2 separate regions of the Columba livia genome follow, and region 1 is linked to region 2. The links are chromatin contacts, called in public Hi-C maps. All regions are on one chromosome and are shown on one strand. The core of a region is the stretch at or near the end of the contact, and the rest is flanking DNA. Distances in the headings are between cores, read along the strand shown. Region 1 holds the start of IGSF9 (immunoglobulin superfamily member 9). Region 2 overlaps LOC135576604 (a long non-coding RNA gene).

What was found. A called contact is a pair of places that touch in the nucleus more often than the background predicts.
Region 1: a contact with region 2 is called in a Hi-C map of crop, with 2.1 times the contacts expected there. The contact joins the promoter of IGSF9 here to the enhancer-like site in region 2. A contact is called at or near these places in 2 of 2 Hi-C or Micro-C datasets (crop and liver).

What each region holds. Positions count from the first base shown.
Region 1 is chr28:1,592,239-1,596,824 of bColLiv1.pat.W.v2, reverse strand. IGSF9 (immunoglobulin superfamily member 9) reads right to left here and starts at 1,477. Exons shown (of 25, transcript XM_065042692.1): 1 at 1,214-1,477; 2 at 812-1,003. The coding sequence starts at 1,265. DUSP23 (dual specificity phosphatase 23) reads right to left here. Exons shown (of 3, transcript XM_065043179.1): 3 at 3,972-4,277. The coding sequence ends at 4,044.
Region 2 is chr28:1,548,215-1,552,456 of bColLiv1.pat.W.v2, reverse strand. LOC135576604 (a long non-coding RNA gene) reads left to right here. Exons shown (of 2, transcript XR_010468401.1): 2 at 1-4,242. Among named protein-coding and RNA genes, the nearest start is that of TRNAR-UCU, 30 kb to the right of the region's middle. Within about 2 kb of position 2,451, at least 1 of the 3 cell types and tissues checked has an H3K27ac peak away from gene starts, as active enhancers do.

The sequences.
Region 1 (4,586 bases), core at 228-2,727, 45 kb before region 2:
CTCAGCCCAAAACACCGGCCAGGTACCAGCCCTTCCCCTCCTCCCCGTCCCCATCCTCCAGGGACACTCCCGTCGTCCTCACCCCCGTGCTCGCAGGGATCCCTCAAGTTCCGCCACTGCTTTGCTTTAAATACCCCGTAAAGAGAACACCGGTGGGTTGCACTGGATGATCTCCAGAGGTCCCTTCCAACCCAAACCACCCTGTGACTCTGTGATCTCTCTCCCACGCCACAGCCCTTCCCTCCAAACCCCAGCACCAACAATCAGCAGCTTCACCAAAATTCCCTCCCCGGGCTCAGTCCTCAAGCAACCCGCACGGGCTGAGGCGCCGGCGTGGCAGCGCCTGGGTACCCGCGGCCTCTGGCACGGGGCATCCCGGTGTCACCGGCCCCAGCAGCAGGCAGGACCACGACCAGGTCCCCCGTCCCGAGTGGGTGCTGCTGGGATTGTCCACAGTGACGGCTGATGCGCCAGGAGCTCCAGCCCCGCGGGGATCCCTCCCGATGGGCTGGGGGCTGCATTGCCCCCCAGGCTGGGTATCCATGACCTTTCTGCCTCCCGCTCCGGCCATCCCTGGCGCTGCTGCACAAGGAGGGGACTCTGGCCGTGAGGACATCCCCAACCCCACCATGTCCCCTTCTGCTGTCCAGGAGTGTAGGGAGAGCCCAGCACCTCCCCACGGCCCCGGGAGCATGATTAATGTGGGCTGACAGCAGCAGCCCTCGGCTGGGGCCCAGACAAGGAGAGAGGGGACATGGGACACCGGAGCCAGCCCGAGGGTCCCTCAGGATAACCGCCCACCGGGACTCACCAATGTACTCCGGGTCCACCCGCGGCGAGTAGAGCCCGAACTTGATGAAGATGGGGAGGACGAAGCCGAATCGGACCCACTCGATCACGTAGAGCGGGGGACGGGCCTCGTGGGCGTCCAGGAGGTCGCAGCCCAGCACCGTGCTCTGCCCGACCCGCCCCACCACGGCCCGGGCCGGGCTCTGGCCGCTGCCTGCGGGGACCGAGCGGGAGGGCTGAGCTCCGCCCGCGGGCCGGGACCTGCCCGAGTCCCCAGCCCGCGGACCCCTCCCCGCCGGCGGCAACACGTGCGCTGTTCCCGCCGCCACCCGCGTCCCGGGAACCCCGCACCGGTTCCGCCAGCAGCGCAGCCGCTCTCCCCCGACCGCGGGCTCCCGCTCGCCCCCGGGCTCCCGCTCCTTACCCTCAACGCCGGCAAGCAGGCTGAGGACGGCGGCGCGCAGCCACCACCGCATAGCCCAGCTCCCCCTCCGGCGGCTCCCGCGGCGGGACGGGGCGAGGGAACGGCGGGGGGTCACCGGGAGCGGTATCCCCGGGGACCGGCGCCTCAGGGCGGGCTCCGCCGGGCTGCCCACGGCGCAGCGGCCCCGGGCGGGGGGCGCTGGCGGCTCCGCGTCCCGCCGCCGCTCCTCATGCCCGGCCCGCTCCGCTCCGCCCCCGCGCTCCGGCCGCCGCCGCCACAAACAAACCCGCGGCGCAGGGAGGGGCCGCCAAGGCCACGCCCCCCGCCGCCTGTTGCCACGGCAACAGCCAATCGGGAGCCCGGCGCCGGGCGCTCGCGAAGCGGCCAATGGCAGAGCGGGGCAGCGGGAAGCGCGGGGGCTGCTGGGAGTTGTAGTTTGGCGGGAGCGGAGGGAAGCGCGGGCGGGACACGGGAATCACGCCAATTAATTAAATTAAACAGCATTCCCTGAAAATAAAGCAAACAGTGGGACATGGGGGTGTGAGACACCCCTGGGACACGGGAATCACGACAATTAAACAGCATTCCCTGAAAATAAAACAAACAGTGGGACACGGGGGTGTGAGACACCCCTGGGACACGGGAATCACGACAATTAAATTAAACAGTATTCCCTGCAAATAAAACAAACCGTTCCAGAGCAAACAGGAGGCCTTGGTACTTATTTTTAAAATGACTGTTTGCTGCTGCCCTTATCTACAGTCACGCTGAATAAAGCTATAGCTAAATGGAAAGTTGAGTGCATTCATGACACCGCTGTGCGTGGCGGGGGCATCGGCAACGCACGGCACCCACGCTGTCCCTCCAGTGTCCCTTCCCCGCCATACCGCACCGTACCCGGCACACCACGGGAGGCGTGGGGCACCCCCGTGACCGCTCCCCACCCATCCTTCCCATCCCGGCCATCACCCCTCTAATCCCATCCTAAATGCGTCCCTGGCACAGGGATGGCCACCGGTGCGGTGTCCCCATCCCGCCAGGCTGAGCCGGAGCTGGGCTGCCCGCCAGACCGGGGGTTCCGGGAGGTCTCCCGGGGTAGGGGACGTTCCCCCGTGTGCTGTCACCGCGGTGGCATCGAGGGCCAAGCGCGGCCATGGGCTGCACCGCGCCGGGGCCCGTTCCGCGGCACCACCACGGAGCTGAGCACCGTGCTGGCGATGCTGGGGCACAGCCCCCCGCTCTGACCCCCTTCCCTGCGCCAGGGGGGTCCACAGTCCCCCCCATCGCCCCGGCCTGGCCCGGCCCCCTGAGCCTGGGAGACTATTAAGGACAGAGCTAAAGTAAGAGGAGTTAAAGTAAATAATTCTGCGGTTAAGCTGCTTTCCTGCATCTCACGGGCCCATGTGAGTCCGGCGGCTCCCACGGGCTTAGGCGCTGTGGCTGGACAGCGCTGTCCCCATCATCCCCGTCCCCCGGCGTGGGGCTGGGACCCCCAGATAAGGGGTTCAGGCAGAATCGAGCACCCTGGATGGTCCCATGTCCTGGTGCGGTGTCACAGCCCCATGCAAGGGACACGGGTGTTTCCTGAAGGGCCGCGGGGCACAGAGCAGCGCCACCGGCTTTCTACCCTGATTATTGGGGTGCTCCGCACCCTGTGGTGAAGACCCCATGCCCAGGTCACTGCACCCCATGGTGAAGACCCATCCGGTCATCTCTGTCCCCACCATTCCCATTCCAAGTCCTGAGGGAGGATGCGAGTCCAGGCAAGGGGGACACTGGGGTGTCACAGCCGCCCTGGTGTCACAGCTCTGAGCGCTGCCCGGTGCCACCACCCCGGTGCTTCGCTCCTGAAGGAAGACAACAAGATTTTGGGGTTTCAGAGCGATGTTTGGGGTGTTAGAGGTGACGGCCCCGCCAGCCCGCGGCGCAGACACGGCGCTCGCCCCCACGAGCGCCAGGCGCTCCCAGCCATGTGCCGCGTGCCCGGCAACGGGGACGGTGACACTTGTTGCACTTTGGATTTAAATGCCACCAAGGTTAGGAGAGGCTGAGAAGAGATTTTCAGGATTGCACTTTTGGACAGAGATGCCTAAATTCGGTCTAAGCTTCAGTTTAAGCATCAACGGCCCGGGACGGCCCCTGTGCGCTGACCTGGCCGCCGTCCTGCGCGCCGTGTCACCGCGGTGGCGGGTGACCAGCCCGGGCCAGCCGGCCAGGGCCCCAAGCGGAGCCGCTTGTCCTCCCCAAGGGCCGAGACCACAGTTACAAACCTTCCTTTCCCATCGCTCGTTATTTGGACTTAGTCTGAGAACAAGAGATACCAGCCCAGCACAGTTAATGTGTTTAATTGCTCTGCTCTGAGAGCCAAGGACACTCTGAGCTCTGCCCACAGGGGTGAGGCAGCGAGGAAGGGGATGGACGGACAGAGCTGGACTGACACCCACATTTATCAATCAGAGTATTCTGGCTCATTAGCATCATGCTAATTATTTAAGAGTGGGGCCTTCCAGTTTCTGGTTCTCTCTTGTCTTTGCTCTTTTTGGCGCAGCCGGGGGAGTTTTGGTCGGGACGTTTAGTTGGGCCTTTTGCCATTTTGCAGAGGCCTCTGGGCTTTTCTGCCTCTTTCCCTCTTTTCTCTCTCTGGGATGGGCTGTGGGACCAGGTGCCGTTTCCTGGGACTGGCTGCTCAGCGTGTCCATGAGGAATTGCCTTTACTCTCCTTTATTCCTATTTTATACATCTATTTACCAGTAGCGTCTTAGTATTTTGTTATTTTATTGCACTGTGTTTATCTCAATCCAATTTCTCCCTTCCCTTTGGATTCTCTCCCCTATTGGAGTGAGTGAGCGGCTGCGTGGCTGCATCGCCAGCTCGGGTTAAACCACGACAGCCGCCCACCGGTTACACACGGACAGTCCTGGAGAAAAGCCACAGGAGAGTTGTTTAATGTGGAGGGGACGGACAGCAGCACCTGGGGCTTGGAACGCCTCCCCCAGCATCCCATGGCGACCGTCTCCGTTGAAGCGCTGGCCACGCTCACGCCTCCTCGCCGTCCTCTCCATTGCTGTAGAGGGGCAAATCGCACCAGTGAGCAGGGATTTTTGCCCTATTCCATGTGCCCACCATTAGGTAGAATGCCCGGGCTTGGAAAATGGTTAATAAAATATGCTTTGCCCCGTCTGGGCCTATTCCATCGGCAAGATGATCGTTTCCTACATTGGGATGCACAGCCACCCTCCCGGCACGAGACAGGGCTGGGCTGCACCCACCTGCAGAACCGGATCACGGCCTCCTCCTGCTCCCGCGTCTCGATGGAGCCGGGACGCAGCCGCCGGATCTCCCGGATGGCATCAGCGCCGCTCATGTTCTGCGC
Region 2 (4,242 bases), core at 1,202-3,701:
TGATGGACCTTTCTACTCAAGACCAGTCATCCCCGGGATAATCCAGGTGGGCAGGGACCTTGGGCTGTCATCTGGTCCATGGCCCCGTGTGTCGGGGTTTGTTCATCAACACTTGTTCTTCTCCTCAATACCCATCTTGGAGCTCCTGCCTGGAGGATGCCGGTAACTGCTCATCCTTCCCAAACCATCCTCCCCGCACTGTCCAGAATCTCGCCATTGCTGCTGAACACACCAAGGACAAAGGCAGAGTTATGAATCCGCTCTAGCACAGAGATAAGAGTCAGTATAATTAGAAACTCTTTATGTGGAGAAATGAATCAAAGCTGCTTCTACTCCTGGGACATTTTAACTCTTCGCAGCTTCTGTTATTAATTGTAGAACCATTTCTTTTTCTCAGTTTCAGGCTGCAATAAGGAAGAAACCCACAGTGAGCAGACCCCATGGACAAATGAGTGACTATGGAGCACGGCGCACATCCAGAGCCGTCTCTGAGCACTGGAAAGCAACCGTGGGACTGCAAACCCAATACATAATTTGACTTTCTGGGTGGGCAGCATTTTCAGTCCTGATAAGCATCTATAACACTTCTCTCCCAAACTGGGAGAACTGGATTTTATTCCTTTCCCAATAACATTCCTATTGTCTGTCACAGAAAGCCGGGGGGGTTGCATTGACCAGGCAGCGTAGTCTCAGGTCTTGTTTGGGCTTCGGTTGGTTTTAGCTGCATTTAACGGTCACCTGTTGGTCAGTGACTACTGCGTGACTTGTGGCTGGGGCTCTGTGAACACGTGCTAAAGGGCCGGTGAACCCACCACAAACAACAGCTCTTTATGTTGAGTGAGGCTGGAGGAGGCTACTGGGCAACATCCAAACTCACCTGGGAACCGGTGGGAACTCATTGTTAGCGAAACACATGGCAACAAAGCCAAAAGTGCGCAAGACGAGGTAGAAATCCCCACCGCGTGCGGCGGACTCTTCATGGGGACTTCAGGGTGCCGAGGACTCGTTGTAGCCCTGCGCTGCATGAGGAAGACCTGACCTTTCTCCACTGGGGAGAATTGTGCCTGACCAATTTGATTGCTGTATGTGAAGAGAGAAGAGATGAGAGCAATGTGTGTTGCACACCTGGGCTTTGGGCAGGTGTTTGATGTCCCACGGTACAGACGACTCCAGTGGAAAACGGGCTGTGCCACCCACTCGCAGGGTTGCAATCAGCAGCTGGAAGTCCAGCTGGTGGCCACTGGTGGGTTCTTTGTGGGACCCTGCGTCCCTCTGCCCTAGCATACCTTGTGTCCCCATTTTGGGCTCCCCTGTTTGGGAGACAGATCAACATACTGGAGCAAGGGCCATGGAGATGCTCAGGGGTTTAAGCGTACAGCAAATGAGGCTGTGAAAATGTAGCAGGACATCATAGAATCATTTTGGTTGGAAGAGACCCTCAGGATCACCGAGTCCAACCATAACCCAACCAACTCCAGCACAAACCCGTGTCCCTAAGAACCTCATCTAAACGCCTTTTCAACCCCTCCAGGGATGGTGACTCCAGCACTGCCCTGGGCAGCCTGTTCCAACGCCCACAGCCCTTTGGGGAGAAATTACCCCAAATTTCCAACCTCAGCCTCCCCTGGTGCAACTTGAGGCTGTTTTCTCTCATTCCATCACTTGGTACTTGGGAGAAGAGACCAACACCCTCCATGCTCCAACCTCTTTTCAGGTAGTTATATACAGGGATAAGGTCTCCCCTCAACCTCGTGTTCTCTGGGCTGAACAGCCCCACATCCCTCTTGCTTTTGCAAGCTAAGATATTTGATAAGAGCCTTACCCTGCTACGAGCAGCTCAAGAGGGTTAAAACAAGAACTGAGACCCTAGAAAACACCAGAAACAAGATAACTTCATCTTTGCCTGTGGCAAACAAACTGTACTATTCATGCTCTAATTTCCCGGGCAACTCGGTTTTCTGCTGAACCCAGAGCACCCGCACGAGCGAAGGGGTTGAGCTGGGCAGGACCAGCGAAGCTTAGCAAAGCTCAGTCCTGCTGGGTGTCCAAGGGACAATATATCTCCTCGTGCCATTGGACACTGTGAGAATTCTTAGCCACCTTGGTATTTCCAAGACTTACTTCTCTGGGTGATGATCGCAGCAGATAAGTGCAAGAGGAAGAGAAAGATTCCCTATTCAGAGCAGAGTTTGCTGTGTAGTAAACAAGCCCCGAGGCGGTACGAAGAATGATGAAGATACAAACCGCGCCGAGCAGCGCGGAAACACAGCACGAAGCAATGTAATGTGTAACTGTCCAGAAAAGACTGGTTAATCTGGCTGGAAATAAAGATGTGGAGCACGGAAAGAGTGGAATAGGTGAGCGCTGAGCTCATGAAGGAGCCGGCGCAGTGGGATGGATGGACCGAGGATGCTCGGAGCAAACCGGCTGCAAAGTTCTGGCCCAGGATGGGGACCTGGGGGCTGTGGGGTCAGGGAGATGGACCCACTCAGGACACTGCAGCTCCTGAGCACATCGTTGGCGGGAGGGAGCGTGGAAACGCTGCAAATGGAGCGAGCGGGCAGGAGCGGTTCCTCCGATCAAGGAGTTTAGACGTGTTGTCAGAGGCATCTGTTGTACCCAGGAATGCAGCAGCGGTTTTGGGTGTGAAGTCTGGGGTGGGTGGTCATCGCTTTCACGCTGTATTCAAACCTCGAGAAACATGGGAACAGAGCAACGTATGAGCCCGGTCTGGCCGCTGTGACAGGGGTTATATCCATCGGGGAACCATGTGAGAGCACTGATGGAAAATGCAAACCACCCTTGATGCTTCCGTGTCGTGTCAGTTGTATAAAGATGCTTCAAGTTCATGCCAACCCACCGTGTGAGTTGCTCTCCATGTGTGCTCTACCCTACCCATCACTGTTGCCCTTCTGCATCAGGGATGAACACAGGAGAGCATCAGAATAGACCCACCAAGTTTCCTTAGTCACTTGGTAAGGCCTTCTAGCACACCTGTACTGATTGACATTAATTAGCTGTTAATCTTTCCCAGTTCTTCTGCATACAACCTCAGGCACGGGGCCAACACTTCAGGCGATGCCGAGGGTTTGTACCGGCAGCAGATGCCGACGTCCGGGCGCAGGTTGTTGTTTGGATCAGCTAAATGACGCGGTGACCCAGGCCTGCTTCCTGCTGCACTGCCCATTTAGCCCTGAAATTGCAATAACGAGATTACTTGATATAAAGCAAACCTCCAGCAGCTTTCCTGCCCTGGCTCCGCTCCTCCTGTTCTGCACGGAGGGTTTTCTCCCAGGAGGAGCCAGCAGTGGATTTGTTGCTAGAGATTGCGCTCGCTCCGGCTTTGCCTGTATCCTTCAAAGAGCATCACTGCGAGGAAGGGAGAGCTGTTAGTTTAATCAGACTGTTTATCCCTTCAAAGTGAGCAGTTCGCTTGGAATAAGTAAGGGAGCTCAGTGGGCTCAGCTGACAGCAGCTTATCCCACCAATTTGTGCTTCTGGAGGCGGCTTCTCCCTTCTCCTGAAGATGCAGAAGTGAGAGATGCACTTGGCCCGGACACGCAGAGCAGGGGCACAGCGGTTGTTGGTGCAAAAAACGCAGTTATAGAGGAGCCCGGAGCTGTGAAATTTTTTTATAGTGATGAGAATCCGTGGGATTCAGGTTTTGTGGATGGGAACCTGGGGATTCGCAGTGCTGGGACGAGTTGTGGTGGGCAAACGGGCTGGTGCCTCTGGTCTGGAAGTTGTGGAGAAGGGCTGGTGGCTCCATCATGCAGAAGGACAGATTACATTCAAATTTAGAATCATAGAATCATTTTGGTTGGAAGAGACTCTCAGGATCATCGAGTTCAACCATAACCTTGCTCCAGCAGTAACCCATGTCCCTAAGAACCTCGTCTAAATGCCTTTTAAACCCCTCCAGGGATGGTGGGTTTTTACTCTCCCAACAAGAGATTGTCTGTTCCTGCTTGGGGAACACAGTGCGAGTGGCATGCGAGGGCATTGATAAGGATGGATGCACATCCACGAGAGGGGAAATGAGAAACAAGTGACCAAAACCTGACCAACTGAGTGTAACATCCCATTCACGTGACACTTCATGTAAAACTGGGAGATCACGAGGATCTCACCGCATTTCCTTGTGGCAACACTAGGAGAGGACCTTGCGAGTCGTCCCTGTGAACTGAGGCCAGTGACGGACTGAATCCAGCTCCGGTTGGCTGTAGAGTCCAGTCCAGGACT